3 separate regions of the Mus musculus genome follow, and regions 1 and 2 are each linked to region 3. A link is a contact called in public ChIA-PET and HiChIP or PLAC-seq data. All regions are on one chromosome and are shown on one strand. Each heading gives the region's core, a stretch centred on a gene start, on an enhancer-like site or on the middle of the called end of the contact. The rest is flanking DNA. Distances are from core to core; before and after follow the strand shown. Region 1 holds the start of Pithd1 (PITH (C-terminal proteasome-interacting domain of thioredoxin-like) domain containing 1). Region 2 holds the start of Gale (galactose-4-epimerase, UDP). Region 3 holds the start of Ifnlr1 (interferon lambda receptor 1).

Region 1 (4,029 bases), core at 915-3,414, 300 kb after region 3:
GAGCACTGACTGCTTTTCTGAAGGTCCTGAGTTCAAATCCTAGCAACCACATGGTGACTCACAACCATCCGTAATGAGATCTAATGCCCTCTTCTGGTGTGTCTGAAGTCAGCTACAGTGTACTTACGTATAATAATAAGTAAATATTTTTAAAAAAGAAAAAGACCGTTTGGGACCTGCAGCTAGGTTAAGGAAACTGCAAAGTCATCACCAGCCGGCCTCAGCTTTGCACTCTCTCAGTGAATGGTGCCATGTCAGCACTTGGAAGAGATAAGCAGCTGGCCCCAAGGATGTTCACACCAAGACAGTCATCGGGCTGGGGATGAGGCTCAGTGGTAGAGCAGGTACCTCATACTCACAAGGCCTAGTGTTCTATCCCCAGCACCACACAACACACAAAAAAAGTCAGCTGGGTAGGGTAGCTTTCAGAATACAGAGGAAGGCAGATCTCTGTGACTTCCAGGACAGCCTGGTCTACATAAGGAGAATCTGTCTCAAAGGAACGTCATGGTGGCACCCATCTGTAACTTGGGAGGTAGGAGTTCAGAAAACAAGAGATCCTGTCACAAAAATGAAGGCGCATGCGCGCATGTGTGTGTGTGTGTATGTATATGTGTATATATATACACACACACACACACATATACATACATCTTAAATTATTTATGTAATTAATTCAAGAAGCACTACATGCATTTCAATGTAACTAAGAACAAGGCCAACCTGTTGTTGAACTCTGATCCCCCATACTTGATGCAGCAAGCCCTCTAACCCACTGAGCCATCTCCATATCCCTGGAATAAAATATACCAGCAAAAGCTAGGTGGGAGTCTCCCGAGGGCCGAAGCCCTCACTACTCACAGTCTCATCTCCGAGGGGTGCGAGTCATCATCCTCGCCCATTATGATGACGCCTTTCAGCTTGACATTGCCCGTAAACCTGCCAGAATTCCAAAGAGAAGGTTGTCTACCTGGGATTGAACCCTGAGGACCAGCAGCCATGTGACTCTGACAAGACCCTTCCCTTTTAGCTCAGCTGACTCATCTGCCACCTGTAGTCCTTTCAAAGACCCTGTCATTCCATACCTCCAAGAAATGTAATCACCTCAATTATAATTCGACAAATGCATGTGTAGTCACACACACACACACACACAAGCTCCTATACTTACTTTCTCAAACCCACCAAAGAAAATCTACCCCATTTCTAGACACAGGTGTGCACTCTTGACATAGCCATCAAATGAAGTCATCCGAAGAGACAACTGGGTACAGCCCAGTTTGCCTGAGGCAAGAGCCAAGGAGATACTTACGGAATATTAAACAGGAGCTCTTCGTCCGCATCACTTTCAACAAACTGCGGTGCATGGGGAGGAAGCAACAGATATCTGCTGAGAAACTACAATTTCAGGCATCTGGCCTCCCTGTTCTACAAACTGAGTCGCGATGCAAATGGACCTGTCCCAACAACCCGCGCCCAGGTCCTCATAGCTGGGAGCTGCTCAGTCTCCATATTCTAATCACCACGGCCCCTCTTAGAGGGATTCTAATGGGGGTTTCCCAGGCTGCGAACTCAAAAGACCAGTGCTTCTGTGTACCCTTCTGGAGAACCTTCAAATGGCTCTCAAAGGGGTCTGGGTTCCAGGTTAGAAGTACGGATCGCGACCCCAGGCCAGGTGAGGCCATCGGACAGCCATCTGGACCAATGGTCAGAGGAAGAGACAGCAGTCCTCTCTGCTCTCCTCCCTCACATGCCCTCGCCGCCTCGGAAGGGAGGTAAAGCGCCCACCTTGCTCCTCTGGGCCTCAGTTTCCCTGTCTGTCTACCCTGCGAGGCCCCGGGGCTCCCGGGCCGCCCACCTTGGAGCGGTCGGTCCGCTCCTCCCACGGCTTGAAGACGCCGCGGCCGCTGCCCTCGCGGCTCTCGTTGAGGCACTGCAGTCGCTCCAGGTCGATGCGCAGGTACAGCCCGTAGGCCAGGCCGCGCTGCTCGGGCGGCTCCTCGCGCTCAGCGGCGCAGCGACAGCCGCCCCCGCCGTGGCTGTGGCCGTGCGACATGGCGACGCCGCCCGCCGGCTCGCCTGTGACTCCCTCGGCACCGCCGCTCACCCGGAGCTCACTCGGCTCCGCGACGACCGCCAAGCGCCGCCACCGAGGCGTCGTAAAAGGCGCCCCTGCGCGGCGCATGCGCGCGCGGCCCAGAGGGCGGGGCCGGGAGGGATTGACGTGGACCTGCGCCAGCAGAGCTGGACGCTGGCGGTGTCGCTCAGTGGTACCGTTCAAGCGTGGAAACTGTAGGGCTGGGGACGCGTGGCAGGGACGCGAATCCTCCCCTCCCGAGCCAAAGCGTGCGCTTTCTTCCCTAGCGGCCACCTTTCTCCGGCGTGGTGGATAAGGCGGGGCCGACAGCACAGCAAAGCTTGCCTCCTCTCTCCCCCTGACGCCCTGTTAACCTCATCTGTTTACCCCCTACTTTCTCCCGCCTCTTTTCCTTCTCTGTCTCCTTTCTCCGCCTTTCCTTCCATATTTTTAAGCTAGTTTCTCATGTGCCCCAGGCTGACCTCAGATGATCTATGTACCTTCAACTCCTGACCCTCCTGCCTCCAAATCCCAAATTCAGGGATTAAAGGCACGCACCACCAAATCTGGTGTTAGATTTAATTAGTTACATTTATTATATATCTATCATGGGTCTATCTATCTATCTATCTATTTGGTGTCTTCTGTGGCTTATCGCGCTCTTTCCCTTAATAAAGTGTCTTACTACCTAGTTTTGGCTGGAACTATCTACTGAGCCTGGAACTCACTGTGTAGATCAGACTGGCATAAAACGCAACAGAAATCCATCTGCCTCCGCCTCCGGGGCGTTGGGATTGAAGGCATGGGCCATCCTGCTCAGCAGCATCATATTTTTTTGATGCAGTCTCTCACCGGACTCGAGGCTCACCATTTAGACTAGGCTAAATGGTCAGCGAGCTTCTAGGCTCCACCCTCCAAAGCTGGGCTTGCTGCTGGGCCTGTGCTTGGCTTTTATGTGACTGCTGGAGATTTGAACTCTGTCCTTGTGTTTCCACAGCAAATGCTCTTAGCCGCTGAGTCATCTTCATAGCCCATAGCTACCTTCTTGATAGAAGGTATACTCACCACCAGACCTGGGGTGAGAATGCTGGGTCTGTCCCTGACGGTGTGACACTAGGAAAATATCACCTTTTCCTATTCTGAGTCATTTTTCTCTGTTCCGTGGGCAGGATAGTATCTGTTGAGTAGTCACACTGAATAGTAAGGGAAGAATGTGATTCAAGAACTCAACATGTGGGCTGGAGAGATGGCTCAGTGGTTAAGAGCACTGACTGCTCTTCCAGAGGTCCTGCGTTCAATTCCCAGCAACCACATGGTGGCTTACAACCACCTGTAATGGGATCCAATGCCCTCTTCTGGTGTGTCTGAAGACAGCTACAGTGTACTCATATACATAAAATAAATCTTAAGGGAAAAAAAAAAAAAAAAAAAAAAGAAGCCGGGCACAGTGGAGCACACCTTTAATCCCAGCACTCGGGAGGCAGACTGAGTTCGAGGCCAGCCTGATCTACAAAGTGAGTTCTAGGACAGCCCGGGCTATTCAGAGAAACCCTGTCTCGAAACACCCCCTCACCCCCCGCAAAAGAAGAACTCAACATGTAAGGTGGTGGCACATACCTTTAGTCCTGGCACTCAGGATGCAGAGGCAGGCCGATTTCATAGTTTGAAGCCAGCTTGGTCTATAAAATGAGTGTCAGGATAGCCAATGCTATCCAGAGAAACTGTCTTGAAAAACAAACAAGCAAAACACATGGGTGTGGTGATTTTTGCTGGAAAGCCGGCAATGGACCAGCAATGGCAATGGAGAGGTAGATCTCACATTCAAGGCCATACTAGGCACATAGACCCTGTCTCAAAACCAAAACAGACAACACAGTGCAGTGAATGGCTAACACAGGTGAAGTATCCAATTTGTTCGTTACCTCTGTGCAGTCTAAACACTGGTACTTACT
Region 2 (3,638 bases), core at 953-3,452, 280 kb after region 3:
ACAGAGGTCACACTACATCTCAGCTTTGAGGTCTGATGGTTGAAAGCCCAGATCTCTTCCACCCCGGCTGCTCGACTTCCAAGTATTTCATCTCTGTAAACCCGAGTAACAACGGTGCGTGTGCTCTCCACTGTCACAGGATTAAGAAAACGCATGGCCAGAAGCATAGGTCAGTGGAGACACCCTGGACCAATCTGTAGCATCAGAAGAAACTGTAGCGTGCTTGGCACTCAGTAATGGCCGGCTAGCAGATTGGACTTACTGTTACAGTCGAGTTGGGTGAGGGAGTGGTCTAGTAGGTGAGACCTTCTCTAGCATTAGCAATGGTCTGGGGACAGTCTCAGCACAGGGAAAGAGACACAAAGGCCAACGAATGGACATCACAGTTCCTGTGGGGCAGGCTGGACCCTGAACATGGAGATGGGACACCACTAATAAGGTCCCTTCCACAAACCGCCTGCTGGAGACAGCCCCAGACAGTGGTCACAACTGTTGCAGGAGGGGCCTGTTTGCTGTCATCTTCCCCTTCCCATGTCAACAGCTGTCTATGGTCTGTTTGCCTTACTTTATTCCTTACTTCTTCAAGGGTGTGAACCTCCAGAAACTTCTAGAAGCTGGGGACTTCATCTGTCAAGCCCTTAACAGAAAAACTAGTTCCAAAGTGGCACAGGCCACCTGCAAGCTCTGAGACCCTCGTTCGCCTGAACCAGAACGGAGGGAATTGGGTGTATACAATGATTCCTGGATGAAGAGATGGAATGAGAGCAAATGAGCCGGCATCACAGAGGTCCCTGTCCCTGATGATAAGGGCTAGAGCTGCCTGGCCTGGGCCAGCTCCCCAGAGCTGTGCCTAAGCACTTGCTTGGGATGGCCCTGGGTGAGTCTGCCTGCCAACAGAGCTGATGTCCACCGCCGCAGGGCCTTTGTTCTACCTCTGAGGACAGAGAGCAGTTTCCCCTTATGCCAGCAGAGCATTTGCTGGAATGGTGGGGGTTGATCTGCATCTGTGGTCATCTGCCAACGAAATCTCCACTCTGTGTGTGATTTTTTTGAAAACAGCTTATGTAATTAAAGGTTTAATTTTCTAATATAACATTCAAACGTGTGTTTATGGGTGGAGGAGTAAAATTGCTCTGAGGGAAGAGGGAAGGTTTTGTGGCTGGTTCATCTTTGGATCTCTTCCATCGCCACACCCAAGCCCCCAGACCACTGACTGGAAATCATTGCTGTGGGGAACACCCTAGGACTCGCTTCTGAGAACGTGCCTGTTTCCAGAGCAGGAAGATAGATCAGGAAGATAGATCTCTTACTGGTCTGGAACTAGCTAAGGAGACTAGGCTGGCTGGCCAGTGAACCCCAGGGATCCATCTGTATCTGCTTCCAGTGAGATAACAAACTTCCACAATGGTCAACTTGACAGTATTATTATTATTATTATTATTATTATTTATTCACGCGCTAGCTATCTTCAGCTTCCCTTTTCATAAACTCACTGAAATTCTGCTGGGCCTGAAGACCTGTACTACCAGGAAAGATTTAGCTTCATTTATGTATTTGTGAGAGAATGCCAGCTATGTATGGTATGTGCAACGGAGGTCAGAAGCGGGCATGGCATCCTATGTAATGAGAGGCGGTAGGTATGTGGGTGCCAGAAACAGGACTCGGGGCCTCTGCAGGAGCAGCCTCCCGAATGCTGGGATTAAAGGCGTGTGCCACCACCGCCCGGTCCCGCTTTGTATCTTAAACCGAGACAAAAGTGTCTTGAGTCCCTATACGGGGGCAGGTGCGCAAACACAGCTTTGGGGGAGGGAGGCAGCGGCTCAGCGATGGGCACAGCAATTGCTACTGTGAATGTCAAGGTTCCTTCGCCATCGCGGGTTTCTTCCCACGTGAACTTGGACGCAGCCCGGGCCAGCCATGTCCTCCAACTGGAGCTGCCCGACCAAGGGTTTGACACAAACAGTGGCTCTGAGTGGAGGGACTAGAAAGGGCCCAGTCCCGACCTTGTTTCTCCTCAACAGCCCGCCGGTAACCGGATGGCGTCCGCACCCCTCATTTCCGCCCTCGATGGAAGCGCACTGCGCAGGCGTTTAAAGCCTGTGCAGACCATTTGTCCCTCCAGGGTTGCCGTCCAGGCAGTAACCCAGTACACACGTTTCCTGGAGGGCGTGGAGGGGCGGGGTCGGGCTGGGCTGTCAGGTCTTAAAGGGGCCGCGGCGCTGGTCGCGGGAGGCGGTGCCTGGAGTCAGCGCTGGAGCTTCCGCAGGTTCGGCCGGTAGAATGAAGGGCTTAGTGAGCTCGGAAGGGCCAATGCTTGGTGGGGAGCGAGGAGGTTCCAAGAGGGTCGGTTCGTGTTCGGAACAGGGCCAGGCTCACCCCTTCTGCTCGCGTTTTCCGCAACCGTAGCGGGGGCCACCCGAGCCCATTCATTCGGGGCTCGGCTCCCCGCTCCTGCTCCCAGCCCAGACCCGAAGTCCAGAGCTAAGCTCCGCCTCGCCCAGGCTGCTGAGACCCAGCATCCGCTCTCCTGCCTTGTACAGACAGGGAAAACTGAGGAGGGGACCGCTGACCAAGGTCATCCCCTAGTCCGGAGCGGAGCGACCTCAGAGCAGCCTTTCTGCCACCAGAGTCCCCTCAGCGACCGCCTCCCCGCGTCTTCGCGCAATGCGGGAGCTGCAGGGAGTCGCGGGGCATAGTCTCGGGGATCCCCCTTAGTCAGTTCTTATTGCTGTGTGACCCCAGGCCGACTGCCTCTGGGCTCAGACCCTAGTACCCAGGGCTGGTAGAAACACCTGCCACATCCAGATGTTGGGAAAATAACGCACAAGTGCGGGGTAGTGATTCTGGGTCGCACTGGACGCCCCGTCCAGTGGGCTGCAGCAGAATAACCCCAGCAGAAACTTGAGGCAGCTCGGAGAAAGACGGCAGCGAGCCAGGTCGTGAAAATGAAAGGCCTCACTGTGTGGACTGCCTCTCTGTCCGCCCAGCAGTTTGCTCAGGGTGGGGATGCACACCTGGCAGCGGAGAGCGAGCCAAATCCACGTCGACACCGGCTCACTTGGTGCTGCCCTCCTTGGGCGGGATCTGTGGCTCCAAGTCAGCTGGGCCAAAGCTGAGCTATTGGCTGCCCCAGGGTGGGGTGAAGCCCTACCCACTCCAGGGCTGTTGGCACTGCAGCCTCTGAGCTGGGCACAGCCTTCCTGGCTAAGGACCCCACCCTTGAGGCCATTTGGCGTTCTTACTGCTTCCTCCCAACTGACCTTCCAGGGGAAGGGTTGTTGGAGCACTAGATGTTAGTCATCAAACCCAGGAACCTTTTGCTCCGGGGAAAAGGTGTCAGTTTACAGGGACAGGTCCCTTTTTCTGTATCCTAGCCTCCCATTCTTAAGCGATGTTCTTCTGCCCGAGACTGTCCATACTCCAGACATGGAGGCAGGAAGGGTGGGTCTTCAAAAGGCCCATCTTCCCACCCTCTGTCAACAGGAACTAGACAGCATGGTGTGTCTGATGTCCTACATATGCAGGTGGCAGACCTTTAAACTGCTTCATTGGGCCCTCCTAATACATGGGGTGTGTACAATAATTAGTTCTAGAGGTGAAAACTGTGCCCTAGAGAGAGTTCAAAACGTCAGCCCCTA
Region 3 (3,620 bases), core at 592-3,091:
TAGCTGCGCTTCTTGTCTCTATAATTAGCCTTTTGTTTACTTCACCATTAACCTGCTCATAAGAAACAGTCATTACTTGGGGAAAAAAAATGTAAAGAAAAAAATCCTCTTTACTCCAAAATAATGGCCATTACTGTAGAGGGAGATGTCTAGATATTTCTCTCTATGATGTCTAGGAAGACATAGCTTTATCCAGCTTTTTGCTCCTTTTGTTTTAATTGAAACAAAGTCTTGAGTAGATCAGGCTAGCCTCAACTGAATCCCTATAAAGCTGAGAAGCAGTGGTCTTCACTTCAAAATAAGAGTCCTGGGACTCCGAATTCGTTTGGTCTTCATTTCAGAATAAGGGTCCTGGAGCCCCAGCAGAGAATCAGTTTGTGTTGAGAACTTGCAAAGTAGAGTCAGCCCAGAGAAAAGGCAAACATGTTTGGGGCACCAAATGTGACACAAAAATGGTTTTTATGCCCCTAATCTCATTTCTCGGCTCTCTTTGGTTCCCATTGGCTGAATTCTTCAGGGAGCTAAAATCTACCTGCTGTCTAGTATTGTCCCCTTCCGGAATTCCTTATCTAAATGGTACAGGACACAAACCTTTCCTTTTCTGATATGTGAGCTTACAGGCGGGCAGACTACCTGTAACTTTCAACCCTAGAACACACTGACAATACCTAGAGAAGCAGACACCAGCTGCTAGGCAGAGGAAAAAGGGGCCTAGAGCCCCTCCACCATCTCTGACGAGCCCTAAACACACCTTATACTGAAAATGGATCATAATGATTGATTTCTTACATAGCCAAGGTTAACCTTGAACTCCTGGTCCCCCAACCTCTATCAACCCAGGGCTGGGATTGCAGGTGTGTACCTTAAAAAGCTCATAATTTTAGGATGTGTTTTTGTGCTTCTCGAATGTAGTTTAAAAAATCCCAGACACCTCTTGTTGTGCTGGGCCTGAACAGAGCAGAGTTTAAAAAAAAAATCAAATCAAAATAACTCGAGTTAAAGTTGGGTCCCCAGACAGAAACTAAGCTGTCTATTGAATCCCCCAGGAGATCAAGAGAAACCTGAGCTAATGGCCTGCTTTCCAAAAGTCCAGCTTTTGTTCTTTTTCTATCTTGTATGTATTCTGCAACAATTCCATAGAGATATCAATGTACCTATGTGGTATCCACCCCAACTCCCCATTCGCACTCCGTGCAGGCAAAATGCAGAAGATGAAGTCCATAACCCTTAATCCTTACACACAAAAGGACACACACACACACACACACACACACACACACACACACACACACACGTTGTTGTCCTAGCCTTGTCCCGACTCTACCTATAAGGAGAGTAATTTAGAAAGATCCCGCTTCCCCTTCCGTGGTTTCGCAGGTTTCTGGTTTCGGCCCTTCTGTTTACAAAACCAGCGTTTCCCACTTGGCTAGTTAGAATGGTTTGTGTGGTGGAATGAAGTGTCCCCTGCTCCAGGATAGAAAACAAAGCCTGAAGCGATGTCCTTTCTGGTTAGTAGCGACACAGACCGCGTTGCAGCTTAGGACAGCCTCCTCCAAGCTTTTACCGCGATGTAGGCGGGGAGTAACAAGCCTGCCGGGAATTCCTGCAGAAACTCAGTAAGAAACTCGCAAGACAGGCTGGGTGCCATCCCCCGCTCCGCCTGCAAAACGGGAGTCTTGCCAGTCTCCTCGAACTCTACCCTAGGTGCTATTTACTCCTCAACGGAACCCCAGAACTGGATTTCTTGTCTGATTTTTAAAAAATGTTACTGAGAGCCCCGCCCCCACCCACGGCAGGCGACGCGGGGCAGCCCTAGGTGAATCCCCACCGGTGGCACCGCCGGAGGCTCCTCCTCCCTGGGCCGCCGCCCTTGTCACCTGCCGCCCAGGGGCCTTGCGGCGGGCGGCGGGGACCCCAGGGACCGAAATGTGGCGGGCCGACCGGTGGGCGCCCCTACTCCTGTTCCTGTTGCAGAGCGCCCTAGGTAAGTACGGACCGCGGGGACCGCGGGGACCGCGAAGATGTGCCACCCACCCGAGGTCCCGAGAGGGGACTTGGTGCTGGGCCTCAGGGATTCTGTACACTTGCCGCGGGTTTGCTTGGTCCCAGAGTGAAACAATCCTGAGCTTGGACGGCCTTTTCTGGACGAAAGGATCCCGGTTTCCTTATTCCAGGCAGGGCCGGGAGTTCCAGGCACAGACACCGGAAAGCGTTGACTGTATTTGTTGACCGAATCCCAGAGTGCATACCTGATTGACACTTTTAATAGGGGACATACAGGAGCTGCCGGGATCCAGCTCTGGTTGATCTGGTCCCTGCTAGGAGACTCTTTAACGGGGCATTTTCTCTCTTTGTCTTTCATCTGGTAAGACAGCGGGGCACAGAATACCCGAGGCCAGGACCCAAGCACCGAACCCCAATTTTCCACTCATCAACTTCCCCAGGGAGGAAGCCATGGGCATACTTCAGAGTCCTAGACGCAGTCAAAGGAGCAGGAAGGGTTCTTAGAGCCGATAAACAATCATAAACGTTCATATTATTTTTGGTTGCTTCTTTGTCCTGGCCACTGTGTTCTCCTTAAGGTTTTCAACCCAGCTGCTCTAAGTGGTAGACAGTCATCATTTTTAAGTGAGGGAAACTGAGGCTCAGAGCACTTCATAGGTTGCTTTAGAAGTACCCCAGAGGGGCACACACAGGGCAGAGGAATAAGGCTGAGCCCTAGGTTTGCCCATGACCAGTGCTGCCCCTGCCCTGAGCGAGCTCACAGCTCTGTAGCAGTGTTTTTGAGTTAACGAGGGTCTTGGGGGACACGGGATTATGTTCCATCCCTGACACAAACTGGTTTAGTTAACATTGATCTCTGAGCCGTGTCTCTTTGATGATGGCTGTGGGTAACACCTTGCCCCAAGGGGTAGTCTGTCCTGAGGACTGAATGACATTTTATACAGTGCTATACCAGTCCCTGGAACCCTTGAAGACTCTGTGAAGTGTGGCAACTCTGAACTGTGACTTTCCCCATGTGGCCAAGCTCAAACTTTGGGCCTGTCCTGCTCATGGATGGCTCACGGATGGCTTAAAACTAAGGGGCTTACATACAGAGTGGCCTCTTGCTAGACAAACTGGAAGCTGGGTTTAACTGCGGTGTCTCAATTATGCACCTTCAGGGCACAGGACAGGAGAGAAAAAGACACCCACATCTGGGGTCAAAAATGAGGGGGCAGCCCTGGCGTGAGCTTGAGCTGAGAGAATCATGTAGACTTGGGCTTACCTTGCCTGGTGCCTAAAAAAAAAAAAAAAAATGTATGGGTCTCCATGGTGACCCACGTGACTGAATTCTCCCTGTGACCATGAGCTCCCGTGGGGCAGAAGATGAAGCCATTTCCTTCTGTTCCCTGGTACACAGAGGAAGATAGGAAGCATGGGTTAAAGCTGGTCGGGTGTGGTTGTTCCTGCGTGTATTCCTAGTACCCAAGAGGCTGAGTTAAGAGATTACCGCACATTTGAGCTAGCCTAGACTAAGCTGTTTGTCTCTCCCATAGTCAAAAGGGGACTGGTGAGATGGCTCTGAAGGTAAGCGTTCCTGACATTCAATGGACAGAATCTACACGTTAGAAGGAAAG

The links. ChIA-PET counts read pairs in DNA pulled down with a chosen protein or histone mark. HiChIP or PLAC-seq counts read pairs in DNA pulled down with a chosen protein or histone mark.
Region 1: an HNF4G HiChIP or PLAC-seq map of pancreatic cancer cells shows a contact between it and region 3. The contact joins the promoter of Pithd1 here to the promoter of Ifnlr1 in region 3. A contact is called at or near these places in 2 of 115 datasets of contacts at active chromatin or transcription factors (embryonic stem cells and pancreatic cancer cells) and 2 of 9 other capture datasets (adipose tissue and pancreatic islet).
Region 2: a contact with region 3 is called in an RNA polymerase II ChIA-PET map of memory CD8 T cells, with 34 read pairs. The contact joins the promoter of Gale here to the promoter of Ifnlr1 in region 3. A contact is called at or near these places in 3 of 484 Hi-C or Micro-C datasets (Th1 cells and embryonic stem cells), 1 of 115 datasets of contacts at active chromatin or transcription factors (memory CD8 T cells) and 1 of 9 other capture datasets (pancreatic islet).

Annotation. Positions count from the first base shown.
Region 1 is chr4:135,985,080-135,989,108 of GRCm38.p6, forward strand. Pithd1 (PITH (C-terminal proteasome-interacting domain of thioredoxin-like) domain containing 1) reads right to left here and starts at 2,165. Exons shown (of 6, transcript NM_025411.4): 1 at 1,859-2,165; 2 at 1,313-1,356; 3 at 862-939. The coding sequence starts at 2,056.
Region 2 is chr4:135,961,523-135,965,160 of GRCm38.p6, forward strand. Gale (galactose-4-epimerase, UDP) reads left to right here and starts at 2,203. Exons shown (of 11, transcript NM_001356493.1): 1 at 2,203-2,266. It overlaps Hmgcl (3-hydroxy-3-methylglutaryl-Coenzyme A lyase), which reads left to right. Exons shown (of 9, transcript NM_008254.3): 9 at 587-1,146. The coding sequence ends at 688.
Region 3 is chr4:135,684,616-135,688,235 of GRCm38.p6, forward strand. It overlaps Ifnlr1 (interferon lambda receptor 1), which reads left to right and starts at 1,842. Exons shown (of 7, transcript NM_174851.3): 1 at 1,842-1,984. The coding sequence starts at 1,927.